Regions from separate parts of the Mus musculus genome. Here regions 1 and 2 are each linked to region 3. A link is a contact called in public promoter capture Hi-C data. All regions are on one chromosome and are shown on one strand. Each heading gives the region's core, a stretch centred on a gene start, on an enhancer-like site or on the middle of the called end of the contact. The rest is flanking DNA. Distances are from core to core; before and after follow the strand shown.

The links. Promoter capture Hi-C pulls out the DNA fragments that hold promoters and counts their contacts.
Region 1: a contact with region 3 is called in a promoter capture Hi-C map of hippocampal neurons, with 5 times the contacts expected there. The contact joins the promoter of Fndc9 here to the promoter of Slu7 in region 3. A contact is called at or near these places in 2 of 39 promoter capture datasets (hippocampal neurons and neutrophils) and 1 of 9 other capture datasets (adipose tissue).
Region 2: a contact with region 3 is called in a promoter capture Hi-C map of liver, with 4 times the contacts expected there. The contact joins the enhancer-like site here to the promoter of Slu7 in region 3. A contact is called at or near these places in 3 of 39 promoter capture datasets (embryonic stem cells and liver), 1 of 115 datasets of contacts at active chromatin or transcription factors (astrocytes) and 1 of 9 other capture datasets (liver).

Annotation. Positions count from the first base shown.
Region 1 is chr11:46,233,823-46,237,086 of GRCm38.p6, reverse strand. It overlaps Fndc9 (fibronectin type III domain containing 9), which reads right to left and starts at 1,530. Exons shown (of 2, transcript NM_177075.4): 1 at 1,491-1,530. The region is part of intron 23 of Cyfip2 (cytoplasmic FMR1 interacting protein 2); the gene reads left to right.
Region 2 is chr11:45,924,732-45,927,999 of GRCm38.p6, reverse strand. No RefSeq gene overlaps it. Among named protein-coding and RNA genes, the nearest start is that of Lsm11, 19 kb to the left of the region's middle. Within about 2 kb of position 1,254, at least 112 of the 459 cell types and tissues checked have an H3K27ac peak or open chromatin away from gene starts, as enhancers often do. A contact at or near this core is called in liver, where this site is marked.
Region 3 is chr11:43,431,963-43,435,014 of GRCm38.p6, reverse strand. Slu7 (SLU7 splicing factor homolog (S. cerevisiae)) reads right to left here and starts at 1,284. Exons shown (of 16, transcript NM_198936.1): 1 at 1,196-1,284.

The sequences.
Region 1 (3,264 bases), core at 281-2,780, 2.8 Mb before region 3:
GGTCCTCAGCTCCCAGGATAGCTTAACTTCTAATTGCCCCATAACTTCTAAAAGTAGCAATAGTACTATGACTTTTGTGACTGTCTAACCCACTAGTTCCCAACTTTCCTAATGCTGTAACCCTTTAATACAGTACTTCATGTGATGGTGACCCTCCAACCATAAAATTGCTTTTGTTGCTACTTCATAACTGTAATTTTGCTACCGTCATGACTTGTAATGTAAATGTTTGTGTTTTCCAATGGTCGTTTGGCCCCCAAAGGGGTTGAGAACCACAGCAAATCGGCAGTTGCTGGATCCAGGCTGTGCCAGGTGGCTTCTCCCACAATAACAGACTCCATTCCCATCTTATTAATGAGCGGCCTGGAGTATCAGCTCACAGGAAGAGAGAGAACTTACCCACTTAGCCACTGTATTTCAATGCAGAGCCCCTGAGTTCAGTAATAGATTATTATTGTTGATTATTTATTATTATTATTATTATTATTAAATTATTGGTAAATGAGGTACCCTGGTTGGCTGTATGGCAGATGAGCCCTGTTCAGATTGTAAGCCTTTCAGCTTTGGTAAAGGAGAGGCATCAAGGTTTTTGGGTTTTCTTTCATTCTCTCCGATTGAGAGAAAGCTTTCCTTCTGAATCCCCCCTGATCAAAAATCTAGACAAGCGTTGCCAGGCTCTATATGTTCCGGTCTCCCTCTGCCTTCTTCTCCATTCCCCATCCCCAGCCAGAAGTGCAGATGCTGCGGAAGATTGAAATGGCAAGCGGGCACGTTCAGCCCAAAGTGAATATTAAGCCAAACTGATTTCTGTTTCTGGGCTTGTGTTGTTAGGCTAGGTGAGCCAGGGGAAAACGTAACAGCGTGAAGTAAGTTTTCAGTCCTTGGTTTCCATCTCTAAAGACAGTGACATGCTTGAGAAAGCAGCTTCCTCCTCTCCACGTGGCTGGGAATTTGCACCCAGTAAATGGGAAATACAAAAGATGAGGCAGGGGTGTACAGAGCCTCCCAGAGATGGCTTTCAGAAGGAAACGGACTTACTCTCCCTCGGGTCTCTTGATGTATGCCCACCTCCCCACCCAGGGACCTACATACCCAACAAACACACTTCCAACCTCCGTAAGTGGGCGGAATTCATACCCTGTTAATACACAGGCGCCCTGTAAGGCCCTCCCATCGGGGTGATCGGGCATCCTGTCCTTGTACACATACCTCCCCTTCTGCTTGCCTCCCCCCTGCTGCTGGCCATCTTATAGCCTGGGTTCCCTGCAGCAGACGTTTCTAAGAGCTTCCACCGAGACTGCTTCTACAGCATCTCCAGCTTCCAGGGACAAATCCATCTCTTCGTATTTATTTTTTTTTTTCTCCCCGTCTTCTGTTTTTAAACTCTTCCCATTTTTAGCTATCCAGTCCCCACAGCCTGGCCCCTCTCCAGGCAGAGTGTGAAAGGAAAAGCCATTTTTATTTCCAAGACAGCCATCCATGCCTCTTACCTGATGCTCGCAGTGTGTCTGGTATAGACGTCTCCCCTCTGAGCCGGAGCGGACCGGATCCCAGGTGACGAGCTTCTCCCTCTTCTCCCTCCTCCGCACCAGGCTCTCCTTGATGTTTCTCACTCACCACTGAGTAATCCCACTGTCGCCCCCAACGCTCACATTATTCATTCTTCAGATCAGCATCATTCACCATGGCAACCAGCAGGCATCTACGCACAATGCTTTCAGGGACCAGTCTGAGTAGGCTTTTGCCAGTGAAAGGAGCTTTGGTTCCTTCAGCAAGAAACGAGCAGGTTGAAAAATTTTGCAGGTTGATCCCCAAGATAGCACATTCTTCTAGTGCTTGTGTATTTTCTCTGTAGTTGGCGCTCTCTCTCTCTCTCTCTCTCTCTCTCTCTCTTCAGGTACACATGTTCATGTCATACCTATGTAGAGATCAGAAGGCAGCCCTTAAGTGTCATTTCTCCAGAACCGTCTACTCTCTGTTTGAGACAAAGTCTCTCATGAGCCTGGAATTTGCACCCAGCAGGCTAAGGCCAGCTGGCCAGTGAGCTTTGCAAGCTCTGAGGTACAAAGGCACACCCCCGTGTCTGGCATTTTTATGTGGGTTCTGGGGATTGAACTCAGGTCCTGAGGCTCCTTGAGGTAAGGGGTTTACTGCTGAGCCATCTTGAAGGCTGACCAGTGATCATTGTCTTACTCCATCTCCATCTGTGGATAGTGGTTTCAAATGCAAAGATGCCCTTCGGTTCTGTGGCGAACTTGTCCCCTCCTTTCCTGTCCCACTTCCCCCCTGGAAATTCTCCCCCTCCTTCCTCTCATTTCCTGCAGTGCCTCTACATGATGGTTCTGGGCGAGATTCTTGTATTGCCTGGATCCCAGTTCCTTCAACTCTAAAGCTTCGAACACCTCAGGGGCAAAACACGGGTACCAACATTTCAAATACCCTTGTCAAGATTGCTCAACCATTATCTCCCATGGACTGGTGGTCCCTCAACATGAACTTTAGAGCATGGCTTTAGAAGTAGAGCCTTCATGGGTGTTAATTAGTTAAGGATCGCGAGATGAAATCACCCTTGATCACTTCTATGGAGTCTTTCTAAGAGAATGAACGTTTGAACCCATGGAGACACACACACAAGAGGAGGCCATGTGGAGGCAGAGGCAGGAGTGGAAGCAATGGATCCATGAGCAGCGGGCGGGGATAGGGGATGGGGATGGGGGGACGGGACAGGGGAGCTGTCCTGCAGACGTGCTGATTTCAGGCTTCCTGTCCACAGAACTGTGTGAGAAAGCATCCTGTCACTTATGAGCCACCATGTTTGTGCCAGTCTGTCACAGCATTCTAGGAATACAGCACATCTCCCCTCCTGGCTGAGCTCACACTCAGCCTTGGAGTTCTGAGCACAGACATATGAATGAACGGCTGCTTGCCAGCCAGCCAGCCAGTCAGCCAGTCAGTCAGTCAGTCACCTGGAACTGACGCGAGAAATGGAAGCTGCTTAGTGTTCCTGGGGCAGATGGGACCCAGTCTGCCTTGCCTTTGAGGACTCCTGAATTTTCTGTTTATCCCAACAAATTCCTTCCTGGTCTCCTCAACATTACAAAAATATCTCACTGTCATCTGTCCAAGAGCCTGGACATGTCTGAATGGAGGGTGAGATGAGTTCTAAATTTGTGTGTGTGTGTGTGTGTGTGTGTGTGTAGTGTTCTGGTGTATGTGTGCAGATGGGTGTGACTATGTGTGTGTCCGTGTGGATGCCAGAAGCTG
Region 2 (3,268 bases), core at 5-2,504, 2.5 Mb before region 3:
CTCAGGGATGTGACCCCACTTCAAATCAAAGGGGGAGGGTGAAGGAGAACATCTAGTGCCCTAAGCATGGACATAAATGCACACAAATGTGTGTGCTCACACACACACACAGACACATAAATAAATAAACAAGCTTTAGCTAATTGCAGTCCTGCTGTTGTGATCTTGGGCCTTTTTGATACCAAAGCACATCTCTGGAGTCCCATCCTCCAGGCACCTTTGTTCTCCTAAATTTGAGTTCTCCCAACTCTGAGCTGCACTAATCGCCCTATGGACTTCTTCTGCCTGGCCTTCACTGGCATTAGTCCATTCTCCTCATGATCTGGTGAAGTCACCATTAATTCTTATCCTTAGAGGCTTCCAGATATCTGTGAACGAGTCACAGCTTCCCTCTGCATGAAAGCAAGCTGGGTGGCCTGAGGGCTTGCCACGTCGGTGACTTAATCTCTCCTGTGAGCTTTCTCGGTACCCAGTAGGACAGACAAATAAGCAAGTCACTCTGGTTTGGACATGGCATGCATCTGCCATCTCAGCACACTGGAGAGAGTCAGGAATCGGAAGCTAGCCTAGGCTACATAGCTAGATCCAATCTCTAAAGCTCTAAGGACAGTATAGCTTGGTGGTAGAGTGCTTGTCTAGCCTGGGCAAACCCCTGGCTCACTCTCGCTTTCTTCCCCCCCCCCCCAGTCTCTCTGTCTTTCTCTCCTGATTCTTTCTCACATTAACTTGGCATGTTCTAATAGACCTAGGTTAACCTGGGCTCAACTGCATTTGTAAATGCCTAACCACCACAAAAGGGGAGGACGAGGCAAGGCCCACGATTCCCTTGTTTCATACCTCATTATCCAGGGTATGGAAAACCCATAAGTAAATATATCTATCTTTACCTTGGTTTTCCTGAGTAGGATAAGAAAGAACTGGGGGGAGGGGGGGGTGGAATCCTTGCCGGCTAGTCTTGGATAGAACTAAGTATCTTTCTCAGTCTGCTCAGTTGCCACTAGGTGGCAGTGGGTTAAAGAAAACTGCTTCGCTAGCTCTTGGAAGGACCCATGTCTCAGGCAGCGATCCATACTTAAATATGTAGAAGCTTTGACATCAAGGGAAAAAATCAGCTGCGACCCACCCCATGGCAATGTGGGTTGTCGTGGATTGTATTCTTAAGCTCAGCCAGCGCAGCTGCTGTCAGTCAGGGAGGGAAATGACCTTAGAAAAGAATGAGAAGTGTTTCCCAGTATCCCTTACTTCAGGGTGTCGGTCACTATCTCCCCCTGCTGGCAGGAGACTGTGCCTGCACTGCTGTACGGAATCCCTTGTTTCTCCCGCAATTGAAACAATACAGAAACAATTGAAATGATAGATACAGTCTGCAGCGCCCTGTGAAAGCCCAGGTGTGGCAATGGTTGCTACTGAGTGGAGTGACCACTCCAGAACTGGATGCAGACATGTTCATGAGTCAGACGGGCATTTATAATGAACAGAGGAAACCTGTTGTGTTAGATTGGAACAGCCAAGCAACGGGATCGGGGGTTTCGGGTATCAATGCTTATATATATCTTGTAAAGAGAAAGGTTTATCCTACCCCTAATTTTGGAGGTTCCTGCCTGTGATTAGCCCATTGCTCCCGGCCTGTAGTGAGGCAGCCTGCTACAGCAAAGCTCCATCCTCTGTATTTCATAGTGAACTTATTTCCTGCGAGGGTCTTTGGCTCTCAGGAATCACTTCAGTTTCCTCATCTCTAAAATAGGCACACACCATTTTCATCTTTAAAAGCTGGCAGTTGGGGCTGGAGAGATGGCTCAGTGGTTAAGGTGCTTACAGGCCCTCAGAGGACAGAGCTTAGATCCCAGCAACCGTGTCGGTGCCTCACAAGCATCTTTACCTCCAGCTGCAGAGCATCCGATGGCCGACACAGACTCTTACACATAAATAAAAATCAATCTTAAAGCGTTGGTGATGTATCCTGCTAAGCCGACAGAGCACACCCTTGGTGCCCTTTACACTTGAACTTGCTGTGTGATGTTCTGTAGTTTTCTACATTTTTTACCTTGAGACCAGATCCACCACACTGGCACCGTGGCCTCCTTTCTCTCAGCATGCATGTGTTCCTTGGCTCCCCCAAATTCTCTGTGCTCCCTCAATTGGCTCTTCCTGGGTTAAACCTTCAGAAGATCACATATGCTGCGAGTAGAGCCCCGTGCTTCCCCAGGAAGGACATTAGGCTCCATGGGACATTCATTAGTTGGGGTTACAAAAGGGCCATGGGGCACTGGAATGGTAATTTCCTACACGAGACCCCAGTGACCCAGTGAGAGCTAGCTCAGCTGGTCTGAGCATGTGGCTAATGAGGGAAGGGTCACAGATTCACTCCTGTGTGGGCCAATTAGAGTCACGTGGAAAGTACACGCCGGTGGCAGCAAGCAGCAGCTCACACATTAGCTAACTGGTCACCAGGATGGCTTGTCACCAGTTATCATCACTGTCAGAAATCCAAGCAAGTGCTTACATCATCTTTCCTGTGACTGCATGGCCCAATGTGCCCCCACCCTCAACACACACTCAGGTAACTCATGGCGACTTCAGAGTTTCTGCCTTGGTCTCCAGCACACCTCTTGCCCCATATCTATTTAGCTGTTGTTTTCCTTTAAGTTGGCTTGCTTTTTAACTTTGACTTAAAAAGGAGCCGAGAGAGGAAAATTGAGAAATCTGCCCCGGGTCATGTATAGCACATGTAATTATTCAGAATAAAGCCTTCATCTTCCAGCCAGCTCTAAACAGCTCCTGTGCTTGCCACTGTTGTAAAACGTAGATGTAGAGTCGGCGTGTGCTGTGTAACACAGGACAGGAATCAGAAGCCATCGGCAAAGACTGTATTAGGAAGCATTTGCTTCAAAAATAAATAAATTAAATTAAAAGCAACTTGCCACGGTGGGGACGCTCAGGACCAGGGGCCTGAAAGTTTCATAGTCATGCCAGATAAAATGATTATCCTTGCAGGGATCTCCACACCAAAGGCCTTTCTGGAAGTCACTTTTGAGCAGCTATTAAGTTGGAACAAACCCAAGGCTTCTTTTACAAAGCACCTTTTTCTCCAACGTCACAGATTCTGTCCCACCCCCACCCCCCACTGTCTAAAACCTTTGCATAATTTCTTTTTTTTTTTTAGAATTATTTATTTATTTTATTTATATGAGTACACTGTTGCTGTCTTCAGACACTCCAGAAGAGGACATTAGATCCCATTACAGATGGTTGTGAGCCACCATGTGGT
Region 3 (3,052 bases), core at 35-2,534:
AGCAGCAAGAGCCTCACTCACCACTCTAAACAATACCAGTTGCCAAGATTCAGGAGGAACAGTATCCCACTACTGGGGTTCCATACTATCTCTCTGCCCTAGACTTTTCATTTGATCTTCAAATCTACACAACCAACTGTGTACATGACATCCACACCCAGAACACTAAGTATTTATCCACAGCATTCCTTAAACTCCATGACTTTCCTGTGAAATTGTGTCTGCCTCCATCTCCCGAGTTCTGGCTTTATAGGCATATGCCACCATAGAGGTCTGTGTATGGGGCAGGTGAGACGGTTCACCTACTGCTCCTGTAGACAACCCTAACTCAGTTCTCAGCATCTATGTCAGGTGGCTCACAACTGTCCCTAACTCCAGCTACAGGGATTCCAAGAAGACTACACACGTTCTTACAAGGGCAAACCCACCTACCTACTTATACACATAATTAAAATAAAATAGACTTAAAAATAAAAACAGAAGTGTTAGAAATCCGTGGTAGTATATACTAGAAGCACAGATTTAATCATCTTCATTTTAACAGTTACCATTTCTTTAATTTACCATGCAGACCGTCACCAAATCTTTACAACCACCCTATTTTATGGTGAGGAAACAAGTTTGGGGCGGGGGGGGGGGGGTTAACACCTTCAGATAACAAGACATTAGTGAGAGACGACAGATCGCAAACCCAAGCCTGACTTTAGTTGGTCTTTCAACCCCTGTTACAAACCACAGACACTGGAGTGCAGGCCTGTCACATTCAAGATTAAGAGGGACTGAAGTGTTTTGTCATTAGGTTCCACTGCTCTGCAGAGGGTCCGGCTCTCTCCGAGTTAGAACTTTAACAGCTCCCACTCACTGATGCAATACGGACATTCTAATTTGACCCTCACAAAATAAGATCATCTCCACCTAACGGAAAAAACTGAACCTCAAAGGAACTCTTTTGGGGACAGAGGGCTCAGCTTCGGTACGGGCTGCTCAGGATGTCCGGCTTACAGTGACCAGGGCTTTTCCTTGAGGAGTCAGCCTCGGTCCGGCTGAACGCGAGGGCGGCGCCTGCGTCCTGGGCCACAGTCTCCACCCGGGTCCGCCGTTCCACGACGGCTCATCACCGCGAGGACTCACTGCAGGGGATACCCGCTCCCCGAGGTCCCCAGTTCGTCTGCTCAATCTCAGAACCCCAACTTACCCAGTCGCGCCGCAGACCACTCAAAACCATCCGCCAGAAACGAAGCGACTCGGCAATGTTTACTTCCGGGTTCCCTGCCTTCTTCCGGCTGCGCAGAGATAACTTCCGGGAGATCGGCACATGCGCATTTGCAAGCGCTTGGCTCTTTTTTTTTTTTTTTTTTTTTTTTTTTTTTTTTTTTGACCCAGAAAGGCGAAGTGATGGCAGTGCAGCTTTCTTTCTGGAACAGCACAGAATCTTTTTTTTTTTTTTTTTTTTTTTTTTTTTTAAAGATTTATTTATGTATATGGATAATCTATAGCTGTACAGATGGTTGTGAGCCTTCATGTGGTTGTCGGGAATTGAATTTTTTTAGGACCCCTGCTCGCTCCGGTCAACCCCGCTCGCCCAGTCAGTCTCTGCTTGCTCCCACCCAAAGATATATAAGTACACTGTAGCTCTCTTCAGACACACCAGAAGAGGGCATCAGATTCCACTACAGATGGTTGTGAGCCACCATGTGGTTGCTGGGTTTTGAACTCAGGACCTTCAGAAGAACAGTCAGTGAGTGCTCTTACCTGTTGAGCCATCTTGCCAGCCTACAGCACAGAATCTTAGCAAAAATGATTATTGAAAATGCTGCAAAGGTCGGCGTAATGGCACACACCTTTAATCCTAGCAGAGATAGGCATATCTTTGAGGTCCTGGCCAGTGACATAGGAAGACCCTTTTTCAAACAAACAAACAAACAAACATCCCCATAAAAAACAAACTCCTGGAAAATAGGCGACTTTGGTGAATTTATTTTTCTTAAAAAAAAAAAAAAAAAAAGCCTTATGCCAGGCAGTGGTGTCACATGCCTTTAATCCTAGCACTTGGGAGGCAGAGGCAGGCAGATTTCTGAGTTCGAGGCCAGCCTGGTCTACAGAGTGAGTTCCAGGACAGCCAGGGCTACACAGAGAAACCCTGTCTCAGGAAAAAAAAAAAAAAAGCCTTATGTTTTTTGTGTGTGAGTTTGCACATCATTGGCGTTAGATCATCTGTGACTGGAAATGCAGATATATGTCTGTGAACCAGAATGAGTACCAAACCGGGGGCTTCTGCAAGAATGACCTGTATTGACTACTGAGCCATTGCTTGGCCATTTTTCTTTATGCTGTCTTGTGGTTATTTATACTTCCCCTACGTGAAGTGCTCTTCAGATATACAGGACTATAGCTAACGTCCCCACCACCTCAGTCAAACAGCCCAAAGTAGTAGACTTTTTAAAAAAGGAACTTGAAGTGGGTTAAGAATGTAAAAATAATTTTGATTTTTCAAGGCAGCTAAAGGCAGAGCAGAGTCCTGCGGACTCAGAGCGCAAGGCTTGAGAGAGGGACCAAGAAGGCAGGGATTATCTTTGGATGAACGCTTTCTGTAAAGCTAAATTAGGAGAGACTTGTATTAGCTGAGGACTCTATTATAAGTTTACCAACCAGGTACATTATTTCCCAGTAACAAGTGGGGATCACAAAGCTGGCCTGGGAACACCATCACTCAGAAAAACATGTCCTTTTAAAGACAGGATGGTGATATTATTTACACTTGCAGTGGACTGGGGAAAAGCAATGTTTCCTGTTGGTGAGAGGGGAAGAAAACCTCTCAAGGAATTAGACAATGTTCACGTGGAAGCTGTGGGAATGTATATAGATTTATTTTTGAAAGCAAGACTTTTGTGTGCTGGTGGTTTAATTCAGAAGTAGATGCAAAGAGAAAATAACAGGTTGAGGGGATAAAAGGAACAGGGAATAGAAGGGACAGTAAAAGTGTAAGTGCTGTGTGTGTGCTTGTGTCCATGCGTGCGGGGCCCCGTGTGTTGTTTTTATTCTTCAACTCCCA